Linked DNA regions of Zea mays: regions 1 and 3 are each linked to region 2. The links are chromatin contacts, called in public Hi-C maps. All regions are on one chromosome and are shown on one strand. The core of a region is the stretch at or near the end of the contact, and the rest is flanking DNA. Distances in the headings are between cores, read along the strand shown.

What was found. Hi-C and Micro-C count contacts between places; a contact is called where the count stands out from the background.
Region 1: a Hi-C map of leaf shows a contact between it and region 2, with 6 times the contacts expected there. The contact joins the promoter of LOC100285225 here to the promoter of LOC100303796 in region 2. A contact is called at or near these places in 3 of 25 Hi-C or Micro-C datasets (ear, leaf and tassel).
Region 3: a contact with region 2 is called in a Hi-C map of leaf, with 9 times the contacts expected there. The contact joins the enhancer-like site here to the promoter of LOC100303796 in region 2. A contact is called at or near these places in 3 of 25 Hi-C or Micro-C datasets (bundle sheath, ear and leaf).

The regions. Positions count from the first base shown.
Region 1 is chr5:161,728,903-161,732,155 of Zm-B73-REFERENCE-NAM-5.0, forward strand. It overlaps LOC100285225 (fatty acid elongase), which reads left to right and starts at 1,862. Exons shown (of 2, transcript NM_001158119.2): 1 at 1,862-2,007; 2 at 2,520-3,253. The coding sequence starts at 2,533.
Region 2 is chr5:160,751,243-160,754,560 of Zm-B73-REFERENCE-NAM-5.0, forward strand. It overlaps LOC100303796, which reads right to left and starts at 1,610. Exons shown (of 9, transcript NM_001165430.1): 1 at 1,360-1,610; 2 at 496-594; 3 at 44-408. The coding sequence starts at 1,470. LOC100272602 reads right to left here. Exons shown (of 5, transcript NM_001399132.1): 5 at 2,882-3,318. The coding sequence ends at 3,216.
Region 3 is chr5:161,676,495-161,679,432 of Zm-B73-REFERENCE-NAM-5.0, forward strand. No RefSeq gene overlaps it. Among protein-coding and RNA genes, the nearest start is that of LOC103627137, 5.9 kb to the right of the region's middle. Within about 2 kb of position 1,442, at least 9 of the 20 cell types and tissues checked have an H3K27ac peak or open chromatin away from gene starts, as enhancers often do. A contact at or near this core is called in ear and leaf, where this site is marked.

The DNA.
Region 1 (3,253 bases), core at 612-3,111, 980 kb after region 2:
TACAATCATATTTTATATGAGGTGTCTTAAGTGTTTAAATAAAAGGCATAAGATTGGTCTCTTCACGAAGAGTTTGTCTTTACACAATTTATGGTCTAAAGGTTTATAGTTAGGGCATGTATAATATAGAGCCTTTAAAACAGTTTTCTAGGTACAAGAGATATCTAAGAGATTATATGATACAACCCTAGGCCCTTAGAGTATTAATGCAGTTAAGAGACAATATATGCAGAAAGTCGTGAAGAGACAGACTTTTCGTAAAGAGCTCGTCTCTTGATTTTTTTTATACTTAACCCCCTAAAAACTCTATAAGAGACCCTCGTGTAATAATGTTGTACATGCCGCGCAGTCTATTAATCGTCTCTTTACGCTTGGAAAACCAATCGATGAGAGATTCTACGTGTCCTAAAGACATTTCTAACGCAGCGCCGGGATCTGATCACAGTCAAAGGTTCTGCTTCTGGAACATGGGCGACGCGGCTCCACGAGGCGTGCAACAACAAACAAAAGGCCTTCTCTCGGCTGCACCGCACTCCCCGGCTGGGGTAGCCGGTCCACAGTCGCCGGGCGCGGGGCGCTGACGAGTGACGAGACGTGCGGCGACAACGCGTCGGAGCTCCGGTCGTCGTCGATCTTCTGGAAGGCCAATCGAAGCCTCCCCCGTGGTCTTGCTCTGGTACTCGAGGAATGGGTCAGAGGAAAATTCTCAGCACAGTGATGACTCGTCAAAGGACCGTGACTGCAACTCGTCAATCACCATGCACGTACCGTACCGTACCGTTCCTGTCTCTGGTAGAGTTCCGTTTCACATTGACAGTTGCGTTATCCGCGAATTTTTAGACTCCTGCTAATCCTCCAAACAGATGTCTCACGACTTTTTAAACCAGTGCACAGCACTAGACGGAACGGAATGAACTGGCAGCTGATCCGCCGAGAAAACGGACAAACCGCCGGCTGTTCCCGCAAGAAAACCCCGTCACTCCAGCCACGTTCTCTCCGCCCCACAGGCCACAGCTCAAACTCACACGCCCTCGGCCAGCCGATGCCAACTCGATACGCACCCACATGGCCGTCAGAGTCGAACGGATATTACTTATTCCATATTTATTTTTATATTTTTTTCTTCAAAATCGAATCGAATACATATATTATTAAATGTTAATAGATATCAACATTTTAAATATTATTAAATTTTAATAGGTATTGACATTTTAAATATTAAACTTTAAGATACATACCAGATAGTCAGATCAGGGGCGGAGCCCGCCTTTATTTTGGGGTCAGCTGACTCCGGTAATTTTTTGAATATCTAATAGAAAACAGTGTTAATAACAAAAGTTCTATAGTAAAAATTAAGTAGTTAATACTAATGACCCCGATAAAATATTTGCTAGCTTCGCTACTGAGTCAGATGTATACGGATCGGATCTCAGCTCCCTCTAGAGCTTGTTCCTTGACACGAAACCATATGGATTAGATAATATTGAGCCAATTTAAATTCATAATAAACCAAAATCTATCTCCATCTCAATGCCTAGAACAAAAATAATCGAACAACTACAAACGGTACCATTCACACTAGTACGGTAGTACCGCGTCCGCTCAGCGTAGCAGTGCCAGTACTACTACGTAACGGCTTCCCGCCTGCCTGCGCGTGCGCCGTGCGGGCAAGTAATAACAGGGGAGCGGCCTCCATCCGTCCGCCCGTTCGAACGCCCGCCACCACCATCCGGCCGTCCATCGGTCAACGCCAGCGTACGGCTGGCGTGCCGCCGCTCGTGCGCCGGGGCCGAAGCTGTCAGGTGGGCCCTCGCACCGTTCCTCTCTCCCTCTCCCTCCCCCTCCTCCTCTATTAAAACTCCGGCGGGGCGGGGCGGGGCGAATCCCTGACTTTCTTCTCCACGCCGTGCTCTGCTTCGAGTGAGGCCTGGTTCAGATTTTACAGGGGTTCGGTTCGATCTGGTGTCCGACGGAGGCGGCGGCGGCGGCTCCTCTGCTGTTCGATTGGTACGCATCGGGTTGCCTTTTCCTCTTCTGTTGATCGCGCGCGTGGCGTATCTGATCCGTCGTTGCTCGTTTCTCCTACCATCGAGGAACCCCCGTAGCCATTTGATCTTGAGCACGCGAGAAAGATTCTTCGTCTTGATTAGTTTCTTCCGCGCTGCCGATTGGGAACGGAAAGAAAACCTGTCTCGTCTAGTGTGGTGGCCATTTCTGTTCTGGATTGCTCTTCTTCCCCCCCCCCCCCCCCCCCCCCCCCCCCCCCCCCGCACGTAGGACAACTGATAATTCAGATTTCAAAAAAGAAATATGATGTCATTTTTTGTTTGGTCGATTTCGTGGCAGTTTCTTGACTCGGATGCTTAAGAAACTAGCGGAAACGCCTTCAGCTAGCCACATCTCTCCACTCAGATCCTTACACAATCGACAAGCGCAAGATTGTGAAACTTAATCTCGGCGTTGTTATTTTTATTCGCGTTTTACTGACCGACCGACCGAACTCAAACTGTGTGTTACAGAGGGAGAGGGGCCATGGAAAACCCGGCGCCGCCGACCAACCCGGCCTCCGCCACGCCGTCGCCGTCGCGGCAGCTGCCGGACTTCCAGCAGTCGGTTCGTCTCAAGTACGTGAAGCTGGGGTACCATTACCTCATCACCCACGGCATGTACCTGCTGCTCACCCCGCTGATGGTGCTCGTGGCCGTGTACCTCTCCACGCTCTCCCCGCGCGACGTCGCCGACCTGTGGGCGCACCTCCGCCTCAACCTCATCTCCGTGCTCGCCTGCTCCACGCTCCTCGTCTTCCTCGGCACGGCCTACTTCCTCACCCGCCCGCGGCCCGTGTACCTGGTCGACTTCGCCTGCTACAAGCCCGGGCCGGAGCGCCGGTGCACGCGCGACACCTTCATGCGCTGCTCCAGGCTCACCGGCTGCTTCACCGACGCCAGCCTCGAGTTCCAGCGCAAGATCCTGGAGCGCTCGGGGCTGGGCGAGGACACGTACCTTCCCCCCGCCGTCACGCGGGTGCCGCCCAACCCGTCCATGGACGAGGCGCGCGCGGAGGCGCGGGAGGTCATGTTCGGCGCCGTTGACGAGCTGCTCGCCAAGACGGGGGTCAAGCCCAAAGACATCGGGATCCTCGTGGTGAACTGCAGCCTGTTCAACCCGACGCCGTCGCTGTCGGCCATGGTGGTCAACCACTACAAGCTGCGCGGGAACGTGGTGAGCTACAACCTCGGCGGGATGGGGTGCA
Region 2 (3,318 bases), core at 360-2,859:
GTCAGTCCACTATAAAAAAACAAAATCAACATGGCACCTGAACCTTTTTCTTGATACATGTTCCTTATCTTTGTCATTATCTGAATCCACATTATGCATTTCTGCTGTACGATCATGTTCTCTAGGACGTCTCTCATCTCCTTCACGATCTCGGTCCATGGGATAGTCAATTTCTCTATTAAATCCACCATGTTCATAATCTCTTTCTCTATCATGCTCACGGGATCTATCACTATCCCTGTCATGGTAGGGATCTCTTTCACGATCATAGCTCCGTTCCCTGTCCCTTCTGTCCCAGTATGGATCTCTACCATACCTTCTTGGATCTCGTCTGAAACCATCTCGGCCAAAATCGCGGGGGCCTCTTGTACGCACTTCATTTACTCGAACAATACGGTTGCCTAATTTCTGTTCCAAACAAAAAGACATGTTTAACACAAGATAAGGGGGGAGGTGCCAAGTGAGTTTTAAATAAAAAGGAAGCATACAGAATACCTTGCCGTCCATGCCCGCAATTGCTTGCTCAGCAGCTCTGGGGTGAGTGAAAGTAACAAAACCATAACACTTGCCTTTGACAGCATGATCATTAATCACCTGGAATGCGCAAATTAATCAGAAAACAAAAGCTATATAATCTCACACAGCCTCAAAACAGTTGGTTATATCATTAGGAAGCATCAACTGCTAAATCATACTAGCAAACAAGTACAACAACCAACAGATTGTTTGTCTTTCTGTATGAAACTATGTAAGTTGTTTGACAATTCCATACACCACATTTGCAAATGATGATGCCATCATCTTCACACCCCCTCTCAGTCGAAGAAAAGCAAGATGTCTACGACATATAAAACTATAATGCCCTTGAATTCATGCCCCGCCACTGATATCCACTTTGGAACAGCTCTTCAAATAACCAATTCTTCAAGGTATCGAACCCAATGAGCTAATGCCATGAGGGGGAAAACCATCCAAAAGGAAAACCAAACATCTACCTTGCAAGTACAATAACCAGATCTCAGAATAATACTTCCCAATTCATCTTGGCATTAAATTAGTTTAGCCACCAAAAACTGGGAATAGGCGGACACCACCTCCTCTCTTTCGTTCGTGTTCTCGTGTTGTTTGTTACTTTTTTTTTTTGTATGTATGTAAGACAGCCACTCCCGAGACCCTCTCTAAGATCCTATAAAAAGGAGAAGAACCTTTTCCACCATATTTCGGAAAAAGAAAACATCAGCGGCCGCAGCACAGCCTCATTTCATTGAATCAAACCAGCAGCGCCCGGCAAACTCTCTCGAGAGCAAACGCGGGAGGTGACTAAACGGAGAAGAGTAGAGGGAGAGGAGCGGGTCGGACCTTGACGGAGACGATGGTGCCGTAGTACCCGAAGGCGTCGCGAAGCATCTCCTCGTTGGCCTCGTAGGGAAGGCCGCCGACGTAGACCGAGTTCACCTCGTCCACCGCCATCTCTCTACTCCGGCGGCCGTCGGCGACGGGGCGGGGGTGCTAGGGTTTTGGGTTTTCCCCTCTCGCTCGCTCACGCCGCGACAACGACGACCGGGTGTGGTGGGAGGAGAGAGAGGGAAAGACGGGAGGGCGAGTTGTCGGATCTGATCTGGAAAAATCACGGATCCGCGTGTCCACTTCCCCTCCTCGGCCCTCGCCATCTGCGGCCAGCCGATCTCCGCCGTCCATTTCGCTCATGGGGCGATGGGCGTAGTGTGGATGGGCCAAATCCCCGCCGTGGAGAACGTCACAGCAACCTGTTCTCAGTCCTGGCCATGGCCCAGTTAGAATATTTCCCTGTGGGCTTTCTGCAACTGGTGAATATTTTATAACAGGGAAAAAGAAGTCCATCTGACCTCCCTCCATTATCGCGTCGAGTCTGATTTGCCTCTTTCAAAAACCGAATTTGTGGACTCTTTTTAACTCTTGAAACCATCCGATTTACCTCTCCGAGAGCATTTATAGCTATGTATCGTCAGGTCTCCTAAATGGCGCCACATCTCGGTGTAGACTGCAGAGCATGAATTTGACCAAAATATGGGGGGGGGGGGGGGGGGGGGGGCTAACTTCGGGTCTACCCGGGGTCTCCTATATTTCGCTCTAGCAGCCAGCAGCTCAACAGTTGATTCCGGAGCTGGGCTGTGCACTGCACTGCAGTGCAGTGCAGGTACCCTTGCTCCCTAATTGTATCCAGCATCGGTGTCTACTGTGGGTTCAATGCTTTGTATAACACTTGTGCAAATTTACAGGGATACAAGGATACGTTTGGTTGCAATAACAGGACGGGACGGAATAGAACGATCCCTCAAATAAGGTTGTTTGGTTTAGGGTAAGGATTGAGACAAGACTATCTCAGTGTTGTACCCAGTTATCCCTCAAAATTGGAGGGATGAGAGATAACACCAGTAGACGTTCTGTCCTGTTTGTCCCGCAACCAAACGCACCATAAGTGACCAGCTCGGACCTTGTTGCAATCATGTCAGCACAGTGAGACAACTGAGATACCGGTGGTGGTAGCAGGGAGGCCGGCCAGTATCATGTACCATCCAGTAGTATGCTCCTTTCAGGAACGGAAGGGGATAGAACTTACTACGGCATAAGCAGACGATAGCAACGCACAAACCGTGTCGGAGTTCCTGAAGGCACGCCTCTCTTTCAAGAGGATTCACGGCATATCAAAACTGCCTTCGCTTTACATGAAATCGAATTGAACCACACATCTCTGCGGTCACGCAAAAAAACATTCCCAGTTCCACTCTCTAGTCATCACACAAAAACAGTTCCGGATCACTGATTGAACCATGACCATGCCCGCCTTTTATGTTGTGGACCTGCGGTGAAGGGTATTTGTCCTAGCTACATCACTGATTAGTAGTAGGAATATGAATAAATTGGATATATGGTACCCATGACTATCAAAACCATGCAAAATATTTTTTTTTCACAACAAGGACCAGCTGCTAATGAAGATTACGATGAAGCAGACCTCCCAAAATTTTAATAACGAACATAAACAGTTCATACCTATGGAATGAAACAAACAGCTACAGATACGGCGAAGTTTAAAAACAAAAACACTACAACAACAGAAGAAGAACAGGCCTTCTTATTTCTGGCATGATTCCTGCCTTCTTCAGTAGCTCCAGATAAGAAACTTCCGGTTCCTCCAAAGGCTCGTGCTAGCTAAATTTCTTGGGGGGGAGAACTTATTGAGACTGCTGGCCTGATTTCTCTGAGGCTGTGCTCTCAGGTTCTTGCGACTGTTTGGTGGCCGCGCCATTTGCAGACGGCTCGCTAGCTAGAGTTTCT
Region 3 (2,938 bases), core at 192-2,691, 930 kb after region 2:
ATACATTCATCCATGTCCACTCTTAAATTATAACACACAACACATAAGTTTTAAAACACGATTGTTCATTCACATTCACATACAAGTCTCAACCACACAAATATACAATACATAGTCATGACCACAAATAAATGATCATACATGTTCACTAAAGTTTTAACCACATAGTATATAAGTCTTAAACACACGATACATAAACTAGAAATCATGTGGCATGTCGTATGGATCACTTGATATATCTTCTATGACATCTAAAACCCTAATCTCTAAACCCTAACGAGTATAGTTCTTACCTCCTTTGTTTTTTTTGTGGACCGGAAAAATACGGTTAAAATATGGGAAAATACCGGATTTTCCCGAGAATTCCGAAAACGGACGGTAAATATGTCTCACCGTTTATCGTACCGTTTTCGTAATAACACATCCTGTTTCTGTCCCGTTTTCCGTATATCCCGAAAAATATGAAAACGGTCGGAAAAATCTAGTAAACGGTACCGAGAATTTACCGAATTTTACCGACCATTTACATCCTTACCCACAGCAAGGCCATCCGCTCGATCATTTTGCATTATTGCCCACCAGTTCCACCACCACCACCACATCGGCGGGGCTGCGGCCTGCGGCTGCGACTCCGCACGCTAGTCGGTTATTAAGGCCATATTTGGTTTGTTTAATCTAGGGTTATTAACATGTTTGGTTCTATAGACTAAAAATAGTAAGAATATACTAAATGACTCATAATAATACTAAAATGGTCTTTAACATTCTCCCGTTATTAGTACAATTGAACTAAATGAGGGGTAAATATGTAATTAATATGGTTTAGTCCTTTTTAGCACATACGTGAAGGACTAAAGACTAAATCATTTTAGTCTATATTTTAGTCCTAGTGTTTGGCAAAAAAAAGGACTAAATGAGACTAAAAACTAGAAACTAATCTTTAGTCCCTCTAACCAAACACCTCTAAACCCACTTGGAACGATCGAGCGTATCTAGCTAGCTCGTCGTTTTCATCCTAACCCATAGCCATAGGTGTCGAAAGGAACTAGCACTAGCTAGACCAATAATTTTACATTAGTAACCAATTGGAGGCAAATGTATGTATAGCACTTTTAGATCGTTCGCCTGTCGTTTCCTCGATTGGAAAGAAAAAATAACGTGGTTTGTCTGGGCAACTTATACATGATGGATGATTTGATGGATGACTGCATTGTGCGAGTGACTTGAACAGACAGTAAAAAAGTACTAGCTACTTGTTCCTGTCAAAACGTTATTGCTGATCGGATCAAGAGTCGGCCTCAAACATTCAGTGACGCAGGCGAACTGATATGGTGGCTCAGCTGGGGTCTCACCTTTTTTTATGGTGCAACCTGCCTGCTCACTGTCACTGAGGTTGGGCCAAGGCCTAAGACCAGCAGGGCCACGGCCCTAGTTGCGGTCCAAAGTTTTTTAGAACCAAGTTTTCAGGCTTTACTAGCCTAAGAAAGAACAGCCCAGTAATGAAAAGAGCAGAGCAGACGCTGCTCCTGGCCCTAGTCGCTCAGTCTCGGCGGCATCCCAAACGTCGCTCGAACGTCGCTCGGCTGTTGTAATCCCCAACTTTAGAATCTATATCTATACTACTTATTAAGAGTGTAAGAGTAGTCTGCCGTTCTGCCGTTCTGTCATCTGCAACCTCAACCGTCCAATCCATTGTTCTGTAGTTTCAACCGTTCGATCTTGCCACCAGCCGCCCGATCCCACCCCGATCCTGCCGGCCAGACCCCAAATTCATCGCGACCCTTTTTCTTCCTTCCCCGATTTCACCGCCGCCAGTCGCCCGATCCCGCCGCCCGGCCCCTGCCCCGGAGGTTGGAGGCGCGAGGGCGATGGCGCTCCTGCAGCACCAGCAGCTTCAACAGCAACGGCGGCAGCTCGAGGAGGAGGATGACGTTCGGCGGGGTGGCGGCGTTCCCGGCAGCGCTGGGCCACGGTCAGCAGGTGGACTACGGGGAGGACGCCGGCGGGCTCGGGGACAGCGACGCGGGCGGGTCGGAGCCCGAGCCACTGCCAGAGCGGACGCGTGGGGGGTTCGGCGGCGGCAGCAAGCGGAGCCGCGCTGCTGAGGTGCACAACCTCTCCGAGAAGGTGGTGCCGTTGTCATTTCTTGAAATTCGAGTTCTTTCTCCCTGTGCGAAAAGGAACTGCATCCAATCCCCCTTCACTGCTAGTGACCCCTCCTTCCCGCCGCGCCTGCGTGCCCCCCTCCCCCACCCCGCACTCCCTCTGCTCCTAGCCGCTAGCACGTCGCCCAACCCTCCCAACCCTCGCCCGACTCCGATCATCTCGCGGCGTCGAACTCTGCATCTACTACTCAAGGGCATGCCCTCCTCGCGTCCCAACCAACGCCGCGACGTTTCTAGCAACCGCCTCCAGTGCATCGTCTGAGTCGTGCTCCATGATCTCGCAACCGCTCCCCGTCCTACTCGCGATAACCGAGCACGCACAGACTAGGGAGAGGGCCACCACCGAGACCTTATGTACGGACTGATTAGATATACACCATGCTTCTCCTGATTACATTTATAATTAATCTTATCTACTGTTATTAGTACCCAATATCTAGACAAATTATTATCACTTACATCTCTCTATTCCGATTTATACTTATCTAAAGAAATCTAATAATATTGGAGTTCTTATTTCTGCTCCTATTGTGTATGTTTATCTAAATATCCAATTTTGCACGAAAGAGCTAAGCATCAAGTCATATACACAATCAAGCCCTAGCCATATTCTTGTCATCATCTAGGAGAACAAATCTGCAGGTGAAGTTTATTGGATGGAAATCGTTAATTTTGTGGAGATATGTTCATTTTGGCACATATTTCATAGTTTTGATGGAATGTGGATCTTCTTAATATTATCCTTACAGATTAGTTGCTCTTCTGTGTGTGCT